2 separate regions of the Siniperca chuatsi genome follow, and region 1 is linked to region 2. The links are chromatin contacts, called in public Hi-C maps. All regions are on one chromosome and are shown on one strand. Each heading gives the region's core, a stretch centred on a gene start, on an enhancer-like site or on the middle of the called end of the contact. The rest is flanking DNA. Distances are from core to core; before and after follow the strand shown.

Region 1 (5,560 bases), core at 507-3,006, 160 kb before region 2:
CAATCAAACCTCACTTTGGACTCACACAGGGACCCATTACAGAGCACAAAGACAGAATTCCCATTTTCATGTCACACTCATATCAGTGCAAATCTCATGCAGTTCAGTAATGTCATTATTGAATGTTTTATCTGCAGATTTCTGTGCAGGAACAAACTGACATTCATTAGTATTCTCAAGGCTGCTCTGCGTTGTGCTGCCTCCCAGTGAGGCTGTCTGTGCTGGTGTGTGTGTGTGTGTGAGAGAGAGAGAGACTAATCCCACAGCTCAAATTAATGTTTTCATGTATCTCTTATACTGTAGTGTGTAGACTGACAGTCACTATATTTCCCTTGAAATTGAATTGAAGCTTAATATGGTAATGGTACAATCATTTTCCACCAATTGCCAAAATTCTATTTTTGCCCTTTATGACCTGTGGGGCACACAAAAGCCATGTTTTAAGTGACTTAAAAGAATTCTCACAGGTTAAGAATAAAACAAAATATCTAGGATGAGAAAACTATCTAGGATGGCCCTCCACTGGTCTCCCACAAAATGCTGATTATCCTCCTTTCAGCAAAAACAAGAAATTCATAACCCTTTCCCTTCTCTGACACTACCCAAATCATTTTCGTACAGTCAAAAATGATGATAGCTAGGCTTTAAGGTGACCGTGTGGCCTTCTGGTTGAATTCCCATTATTATGAGCATAATATTTGTGAAAAATACAAGCCCAAATGTTATTGTATGTCCCTCAGCAGCTTTGATTCGTGCCATCTCCAGAGAAAAAGGCTAAAAATCAAGTAATTCTCCACAAATTCCCCTAGAGGGCAGCAGAGGACACTAAATGAACCTTCTCTTTGGCACTGTTGGGATATATGAAGGATTCGGTCCTTTTGCACTCTTGCTGCCTAAATTGTGGAGTAATTTTGGTAATAGAGCCAGTTTATGCCCGACTCACACACTTCACACGGATCACAAATCAATATATTTTTGTCCTTGCTGATTTGCCAGCCGGTTTCATACTTTTACATCGGTCCACAAACGAAGCCATGGAGCTGAATAGGGTACACCGGCTTGTAAAATGAGCGGCCTTGAAAATGTTATACTGCTGGAGCCATTCCCTTCACTGCAGCCCTGTTATACTAGCATCGTCAAAGTTTATAGGCTGTGCCTTCTAGTGGTGGATATTTGCAGAGGCTGACCCTGCTGTCACCGCAGGAAACTTTTCGGTCTACACTGAATATACAAAAATAAATGAAGCAAATGCTATTTTTAATAGATGTAAAATTGGCAGTAATAAACACTGTCCCCTAGAAAATCACTATAATTTACGATATCTCCCTTTTTTTTCCTAAACATTAGTCTGCCTGGTAACCAATAGGCTTTATAACAACTAATGACATATGAGTCTGAATTATGAACATTACCTGATAATAAAAAAGCCTATTTCTGTGTCTTTTTTAGCAACACAGAAAGCCCACAGGTAGCAATTTGGACTCCACACCACCCAGCGGGACACCAAAACAAAATCTGCTCCTGACAGGTGTATTGACAGCAGCAATGAAGCCAAATAGCCAATCAGGAGAGGTGATAAGTGACGTGGGCGGATTTCCAAAAAAAAAAAGAAAGACAAAACGCTCCTAATCTTTTAGATAGCCAATTTAATAGGCTGAATGAGGTGTCAATCATACTAAGGAGGCGTGTTCAGACCCCCTCCCCTCACACAAACACTTACACACACACTCCACCCCCCTCTCCCCCCCCCAGCCACCGGCGCTATGGCAGTGTGAGGAGTAAATGGCTCAGAGTATCCGCGGTGGAAACCGACCTAAACACTGGTCTGGGAACTGATAAACAAACACAACAAAATAACGCGGTGCGTAAAAGCTCTCCACGGCGCTGGTTGTGGGTGCGCACGGAAACTGTGCCAGTTGTCGAAGAAGCCAAGAAGACTCCGACGGTTTTTTTTTTTTGGTTGTTAATTTTTGTGTGTGTGAAAAACGAGGATATCTTAATTGGACATGTGAGTTACGGGAGTTAACAAGACAAGCAGCCTTTTCAAAGATGAAGTTCCCAGCTTGTGTCCTCGTCACTTTGGTGGTCATCCGATCGAGTGCAGCACAGTCAGGTGAGTGCTTGGATGCGCGTCTCTGCGCCTGGGTTCTCCCGAACACTCAAAAAGCCACCTTTCTATTTTGGCTAAAACCTGTAGGCTAAATATGGGCAGAACTTAATGAGACATTCAAAGTACTTGTTTGCTGAATGCTAATGAATGGACATCATAGATTAACACCCGTGTTGTTAGCTCTACATCACCGGTACAAACTTAACTCAACTTAATATCCAACCAAGCTGATGCTGATTTGAATCATCGCACCGAGACTCACACCTGCAGCAAACTGTGAGATTTAGCAGCCTCGGGGAGCGTGGCGAGCTCTGCGTAAAAATCTCAAACTCCTCTCCTAATATTTGCTTTTTTGATCCCTTATTTATATTTGTAAGCTTATCGTGGACGAACATGTGCGAAATCTACTTTGCTTGTGTGCCTGATTCGATAAATCTTTTGGTAAAGACTATCTACTATCTTTAAAAAATCACTGAAAGGCAGCGAATCTCTGATGTCAGCTCAGCTCAGATGAGCCCCGTACTCTGCCGTTTGATATTGTACCCTAAATATGAATGAATGCGCCATGGTTTTAATTTAATTCCCTTAAGCGGACATTGATAGACCGAAGACCTCGGCTATTTGCGCTGATTTATATGAAGTGAGATCAGTTTTCATCCCTTATTGTCTTTGAATAATTTAGATGTAGCAGATATAGTGAGGGCCATGTATAGAAAGTGGGAAAACATATCGCTTTCATCATTAGGACCCCTGTGGTGTCAATCCCCGGGCGAAAATCACTTTAATGTTCCTGCAATATTCCCATAAAGACTTATAGTACGTCCAGTAGACGATTTATAGTGAAGTTAAGGTTAATTTTATTTGTGTTAGCCTGTAATTTTCCTTTTGCATCCCTGTGGGATATTTGCAGATAGTTTATGCTCGTGCAACATTTGAGGTTTCACCACTTGCTGTGTGACATTTTGTTCATGATGCAGGGTTTGCAACAAAATCTCACTGCCTGGCAAATAATTGATACAGGCTTTGATGTTGAGAAATTGTGCTGTTGAACTTTTTCAATCCGCTTTTGTTCACAGACCTACTGATCAATAAGGACTTAAATGTGCTCTAGTATTCTTGTTTGGTTTGGAGTTTGGTGTAATGTCTGCTTTGGAATATCATCAGACTATGAGATGCACTCAGTTATTTGCACATTAATATTTTCTCTTTCATTTTGGGCTGATAAAGGAGTACGTGATAACAGAATTTGCCTCATTCATTGATACAATTAAGCTTTGGCAAGGAATGTAGAAAAAAAGAAAACCAAGCAGAAGCACACTGAGGAAGTGGGAACACAGGAGAGTCTGTGGATTGATGTGATGGATTGAGGTGAATTTGGCCATCGTCCAACCTCTCGGAGGCACAAATGGGATTCCAGGACGCTTTTCTTCCATCCTCCAAAGACAGGTCGAGTTTTGGCTCGATCTCTGGTGGTTTGTGGTTCTCAGGCAGAGCTGGAGAAACAAACACACACATTCCCCCGCTGGCTGGTGGTGTGGATCTTGGATGGAAGGTGCTGAATGCTGCCTATTAAACAGGAGTGGATGGATGCACGGACGGATGGGTGGGTGACAGGCGGGATGAATGGGGAAGAAAAGTGGCACCCTCACTGGTTTATTTATTCTCTATGTATACACTCCCATCCAAGATATTTGTGATGCAAATTCTGCCCAAGAATCTGAGCTGTGCCTCTTGGGAAGTTCAGTGTGGGTGTTAGTGGTTGTATTCTGAGTAGATATTTGTGTGCTATCGGTCCACTCTTCAGTCTCTCTTTCACTTAATCTCCCTCTCCTTATTGTAGTTTGAAAAATTCATGCCCAACACCATATATCAATCATATCAGGGTGAAGTAAGTCAAGGCTAGAGATGTTCACTTCAGTGGTGTTTAACATGGTGATTGAATCTGTCAGTACGCTCCTGCTGCGAGACAAATGTCTGCAGCATTCCTGCCAGTCAGCTGGTCTGCCGAGCTGTATACACTTAAGTGTGTGTGTGTGTTTGCGTGATGTACAGTACGGCCACATGTGTGCCAAAAATGGAGGTGTTTACGCCTCAAGTGACTTGATTGATGTTTTGCTCTATTCTGACAGACTGTTGGCAGTGCGAGAGGATCTTAGTGTATCTGTGTAGAGGCATTAATCTTAAAATAAACACAAAAAGAACAGATTCATCAGTCAATCAGTCCAGGATTGACCCCATTGATGCGTTCAAGTGTTAATAGACACAGTTTAAACTAAGATCACTAGGAGGCTGATCAACTTTCTCCTCCATCTTGGACTTGCCAGGTTTTGTTTAAACCATGAAGCAAAATCCCAACTCTTGGAGAGGTAAAACAATCTGAACAATTAAGCCATGGCCAACTTTTCTCTCCAAAATGTCCCTGATCACTCAGGTCTGAGGGAAGTAAACTGACATCCATGAGTTATTGGTTGTATTGCTTTCAGTAGGATAGTGGGGTCAGGGGTGCAAGTAACGATTATTGTCATTATTGATTAATCTGACAATTATTTCTCAAGTAATAGTGGAGAACATCATGAAAGCTGCCTGTTATAAATTCTCACAGCCCAAGGTGATGCATTTTAAATCGCTTATTTTATTTGACCAACAGTCTAAAACTCAGATATTCAGTTTACTATAATAATTGGCAAAGAGAAACCTCAAATTCTCACATTTGAGAAGCTGCGACCAGGGAATGTTTGGCATTTTTTCTTGAAAAACGATCAGTTATCAAATAGTTGCCATTAATTATCTGTTGATCGACTAACTGATTAGTCAAGTGATGTTTGTAACTCTAGGGGTTACTGCTTCCCAAAACTTGGCATATTTGGTGGCTGCAAATGGAAACTGCACATCTTCTTTGTAATGATGAAGGACCTTAGTCGTCTTTGGTTAAATCAAGCTTTCTTTGGACAGCGTGTTTGTCTGTGGATTTGCTTTCAATGTCTCGAGAAGAACTCTGCAAAATGCCAAATCAAAGATGATATTCTCGTGAAGAACTGATTTCTCTTGACAGGTCTTTGGTTTGTTACTTGTGAGGATGGGATCCTCTTCTCTGTTTCTGATTTAGGCTAAAATGACAGTCTCACCTATTGCACCTTTTTTAAATGAAGCTCACACCAGTCATTTCTTAGTCCTCTGCCTGCCGAAACAAATGCCTCAAACATTTGAATCGCCCCAGCTCATGAGTGTGTATGACAAATGCTACATTCGCACGTGCATGTGTGTGTGTTTGGGTGACATTTAAAGACGTGCTCTCCTGTGAAATGGCCGGGGGAGAAGGGGGCGGCGGGAAGGAAACCCGCTGAATGCCAGTATCAAATTACTGGGCGTCTGTCAGCTGGCACACACAGGAGCCATGGAGCTGGCCGAGGCTTTGTAGAAGACTGACGGAAATGAGAATTTATTACAAGC
Region 2 (5,383 bases), core at 1,357-3,856:
GCTGACCCTGGCTAACAGAGCTACACATCTGAAACCCCAGTGTGTGATAGTGGCCCATACTTCATATTGTTGTATAACATAGGAGGTGAAAAACCTCCCCCAAAGCCCAACTTCCAAATCCTGTGTTAAATGTCCAATCATGTCTTTAGGGAGTTAACCTGAAGCATACGTCAGCATTTCTAATAATGTCAACAACTTACATTGATGTGCCAGGATAAGTTCCGTCAACCAATACAGAGCGACTTGTCACTCCCAGCAAGCATACACCAAGCTCAGCACAGCAGAGATTGGGGATTGATGGTAATAAAGATAACTCCCTGCAGGGGAACTTAGACTCAGAACCTACAGGTGGATGGTTGGTGGAGGTAGGCTTTATGAAATGCTATATGAGATTAGTTATAGCAACTGTCGTTTTCAGGTTTCAGGTGAGCAGTGTGGCAGCAGCTTACCAAAGCAAAAGAGAGCACGGCATTGACTGCTGAAATACACCACCCTATTGCAATGGGTATATGGATGTCTGTTGCAGCAAAGTGGGGCAGTACATTCAAACACTCCCTGCAGAGGACTCTCCCTGTCGCCCTGAAAACCTATGATTTCATCATGTCATGCTCCAAACCAAATATAAGGTTTGGGGTGAGGACCAGGAGGTTAGGATGGGGACGTTATAGCAAAGGAAGAAGAAGATCTGCCCGAAAAGCTGATTTTAGAACAAAAAGTTTCAGCCAAAATGGCCTTAAGCAGAAAAAAAATTACAATTACTTTTTAAGCATTTAATGGCACTATGGTGTAATAAAAACTGAAGAAATATGAAGAAAAGTCACTAAAAACATGTAAAATATTGCCAGTAACTAATTGAAGTCAGACACCCTTTTAAAATTTTATCCAACATTGTAGAAACAACAATAGGAGTCCTGCCTAATCTAGCTCAAACTCCCCAATTCTATGAGTCAGTCCTTGGAAATCCCACCTAATCAAACCAAATAGCCGTGACTTCATCAAACTTGCTCATTAGAGCCAAATTCATTTTTTGGGAGATTAGAATTACTTTTGACCGAACTCTTGTGTTCCCCTTTTTTAAAATTATCTGAACCATGAGCTGTAAGCACCATTTTGGTTTTAAAGAGAGCAAAACCTCCATTTGTGTAATTAAGGACAAAACCAACCAGCCTCTGATGTGTTTTAAGGGGATGTCTCTGGACAATGCTGCTGTGTCAAAACTTAACATTTTAATATTTTCTCCTTGATTGACAGTTTGGGAAAGTTGGTCGACCACGTGAAACCCATTTGATAACCCCAAAACTGCAATGTCATCATGCTAAAAACAAGGCTGTGTTTGGTTGACATTCTGATGATGTAATTATATTCAAAGCGACTGTCTCGCCATGATGCACATGCTCCCCCTCCTGACATTGCAACATACAGTATATTTGTTTGTGTTGAAAATGAATGGTGTATGCTTTGCACTGAGTTTGTGTGCATGCAATTTTTGTCTGCATTCTCTCCCAGGCGTCTGTAAGCTGCTTGACTTTGGCAAGTTTTAATGACATTTTTGGGTCCATTATTTTTTTTAAGTGCCCCGCCTCAGTCCAAGCCCCTCATGAGATCTGTTGTGTAACTTCCACTCCAAACTGCAAATCCATTAGTGTGAGCATGGCCAATCATTGTCACTGTTGAATACGTCTGTCCACAGCCTCTGTTGAAGAAGTCACATAAGCTGAAAGTAAAGTCAGGAAAAGGGAGGAGTGGAGTTGTGCTGGACTGGCTCACAGAACATCACACTAAATATACTGTAAAACCAGATGGAGGCAATTTACTGGTCATAGTTGATTTGCTGGTGTGTGTGTGCTTGTGTCATGTGTCCCAAATTACCCAAGTGGAAGGGTGAGTGCTGCAGCTCTGTGCCAGAACATGACAAATTGCCCATTTAGCCCATTGTAGGTGTCAATTTTAATGCAGAGGTTTAGCTCTGTTTTCGACACTTCTTAAGCATTTTGCTCCGTGGAAATATTTAATGAGCCTGATTTTGAATTACAAAATGCATATCAGATGAGCAGTTTGTGTGTACATGCTTGTGTACTGGAGGTGTTCAAGCACACACATATTAAGGCTCTAAAAGAATCTTTCTTTTTGGTTTCCTGATTCGAGAGTGGACATTTAATAATAGCCCACATTTCAAGTTATGAGCGAAGCTGCTCAGCAGTTTTACTGTCTTGATGGCTCCCCTATGGTCCATTCATAGTGCCCTCTAAAGTTTATGTTTGATGTTCTGAGCTTGGGCAATTGTACCAAAACACAATTTCCAGCACAATAACAGAGCAGAGAGCGGACTCACTGTCGGAGTAACGCCACTGTAAAACAACCTATCACTGCTGTTGTAGAAAAACAACATGGGACAGCAATTCTGGGACTGTTTGTACTTTGAGACTGTACCTGGCAAATTATTTGTTGAGTGAGTTGCTTGACCTCTGGGTCACTGAGACCTATTAAAATCTCAGTATAAAACTTCAAAAACACATGACTGGTAAAAATAACTTTTTCGCAGATTTGTGGCTTTTTTGAGCTTGTGATTTTAACACTTAACACAACTTGAAATTTAAGTGCTTGTGAACTAAATTTAGATGTTAATTCTTAACACACTGAAAATAGTTGGGTGTTATTAGATTCTCCACTATTCCCCCCACCAACACATGCACACACATCAGTGTTGATCATTGACGACCACTGCTATTTGTTACCTTGATTAGTATTCGGCAGCGCTCTCATCTCTTTGGCTGGCTCTTTTGTTTGCCTGCGCTGATTGGAGGGCCTCTGGTTGATTTAGATGCAGGGAAGTGGTGACAGAGGAGGGCTTATTAGGGCTGTAAGCCCATCCCGCCTTAAGTGCAGAGTCTCCAGTTCCATTTTCATTTGCCTCCATTATTGAATTTGCTGGCTTCTCATTCGCCCTGATTGCATTTTGTGTCACCTCTAAAAAAAAAAATATTTTTTTTTTAAATCAGCCTCCCTTAGAGGTACTGTGACACTCAGACGGGAGACTTACATTATGATAGTAAAGTAATGAGAAAAAGTTTAGAGATTGACACTAGAATACTTTTTTTATTTTGAAGGCTTTCTTTTTTCATTAGGTCTGAGCCAAATGTCTATGAATGTTTTCCTAATCATGATTGCTGTGTAACCTGTATGCCTGTGGGTGTGTTTTGCTAAGAGAAGGAAAGAGAGTGAGGAGCCTTAGCAAAGGAGAAAGGGAGTGTTTATGTCTGTGTGTGTGTGTGTGTGTGTGTGTGTGTTTTTATAAGACAGAGAAGGAGCGTGACAGATGGGGGGAGCAAGAAGAAAAGAAGAAGTGGAGGGAAAGAAGAGTGATGGCAGGGATTCATTTAGCATCCACTGAAGCTTTAGAAGTGAAAAAAAAGTGTCATCTCCGCCTCCACCTTTTAGCTGCCTCCTCCAGCACCTACACAGCTTCCATAATCTCCTAATGTGAAGCGTTTTTCATAAGGATTCATCGCAAAACAATATGATTCGAGACTGCGAAATTTAATCAGGGGCTTTAAAACACAATTATGGTTATCGGGGAGGACACGGCAGCAGCGCTCGGGATCGTGGGAGGGGGGAGTAGCAAGGAGGGGAGATGGAGGGGACCTCCCCCGCACTGTCTGCACCCTAACGCTCCTCTCCCATTTGTCACTGAGCACAATATCTCTTTGGCTGGCAGAGCTAATAATGGAGAAGTGGGGAAACGGGACTCTAGAGACCCACCTCCGCCTTTCCGTGAAGATCAGATAAGTTCTCCTCAAGTCAGAGGCCCCGAGCCAGTGTGGATTTGCTTGTAAGGACTGTATCATTTATTAAACACAGCACACCCCTTTGACAGCTTTTTAGGTGTGTGAATAATGCAGCTCTTTATAAAATGTGCAACTGCAGGAGCAAGACGTTTCCCCAACTGGAAAGAAACACCACGCTACCCACTTTGCACTTGGAAAAGTTCATTTCATTTTGGTCACTCGTACCACCAAACCCCTTTTGCTGATACCTTGCTTTTTCGTGCCTCAAGGCAAACTAGTTGCCATTTCCTGTCTCTATTATCTTGCCGATCTGCAGCCATTTATCCAGCAGTGGCTTGTTTGCAGTCTGGAGACTTAACAGTTATTCATGGGATTTGAGAAGTCGTTTTCACTTAAGCAGCTACTTTCTCAACAGCCTCTGTTGTGTTTTTTTGTTTTTTTTCCCCTCTTTAGAGTAAACATGCTTGGAGGCACTGTACGTTGGAGTGCTCCACAATTACATACAGAGGGTTTCCTAAGGGGCCGACTGCTTGTTTTCCAGGCCAGTCATGTGTTTGCCTCAAATTGTGGGGTTTACTGTAAATTGGCTTAGGATAGAAATCCACAACTTAATTTTAATTATGGGTAGTTTTGGTGAGATTTAACAAACACAACCACACAGACTCGGACCCTGATACACCAACACACACCCATAGTACCAATTAACCATCCCATTCATGCACACACAAACTTCCTCTCCTTATTCAGAATTCCCACTGGTAACACTATGTATGTGTGTTTGTTTTATGTCTCAGGACATCTCATTGTTCTCTTTCTGCTGGAGTGCAGTTCATTCAAGACAGCATATTGTCAGGGTTCAACGTTAAGGTTTTTTTTTTTCACAAATTGTTTTATTTATTAGCAGTTATCAAATGACAACAAAAACTAAAGTTAATTTTCATGTTTAATCTTTTAAGTAAATTAATCAGAAGGACACAGTGTATTTATAGATGCAAAGCAACAAGCATTCTTGCTCCTCTCTTTGCCTTCTCCCCAGAGATGGACTCTGTGAGGGAGTGATAAATTATCTAAATAAACTTTGTCTTTACCCGCCGCCATTTTCTCGTGAGTACGGATGGGTATCATTAGAATTGTATTGATACTACTATAGTTATCGATGCTCTTATCGGTTCTTTTCAATAACTAAGTAATTGCTTTTTTAAAAATATATTATTTAAAAAAAGAATAAATTCAGAACAGGATTAGAATTGAATATTTTAAATATAACTAAATGTTGTTTCTAGAGCAGCAACAGTGTTTAGAACAGCAAAGTCACTATATAAACTCAATGATATCTCACTGGAAACAAATCTAAAATGTCAGTAAATAAATCATATTCCTGACATCAAAATACTGAGTGATGTCTTTGTTCTTCATTCTTTCTAAACATCAGTCAGTATCAGTCCTTCCTCCTGTCCTCTGTCCTCCTCCCTCTGCTGCTGCTGTGATTCACTGCAGGTAAGTTACTGCTGGTAGAGAGAGGAGGGGCTGGTTTGTCTCAGCCAGCAGTAAGTTTACAAGAATTTGACATATTTAAGTTTTGTGGCAAACTAAGCTAA

What was found. A called contact is a pair of places that touch in the nucleus more often than the background predicts.
Region 1: a Hi-C map of an unstated tissue shows a contact between it and region 2, with 5 times the contacts expected there. The contact joins the promoter of LOC122871787 here to the enhancer-like site in region 2. A contact is called at or near these places in 3 of 3 Hi-C or Micro-C datasets (liver, skeletal muscle and an unstated tissue).

The regions. Positions count from the first base shown.
Region 1 is chrLG24:6,396,725-6,402,284 of ASM2008510v1, reverse strand. LOC122871787 (receptor tyrosine-protein kinase erbB-4-like) reads left to right here and starts at 1,756. Exons shown (of 27, transcript XM_044187168.1): 1 at 1,756-2,113. The coding sequence starts at 2,050.
Region 2 is chrLG24:6,237,899-6,243,281 of ASM2008510v1, reverse strand. All of the region lies in intron 3 of LOC122871787 (receptor tyrosine-protein kinase erbB-4-like), which reads left to right. Among protein-coding and RNA genes, the nearest start is that of LOC122871786, 100 kb to the right of the region's middle. Within about 2 kb of position 2,606, the one cell type or tissue checked has an H3K27ac peak away from gene starts, as active enhancers do. A contact at or near this core is called in liver, where this site is marked.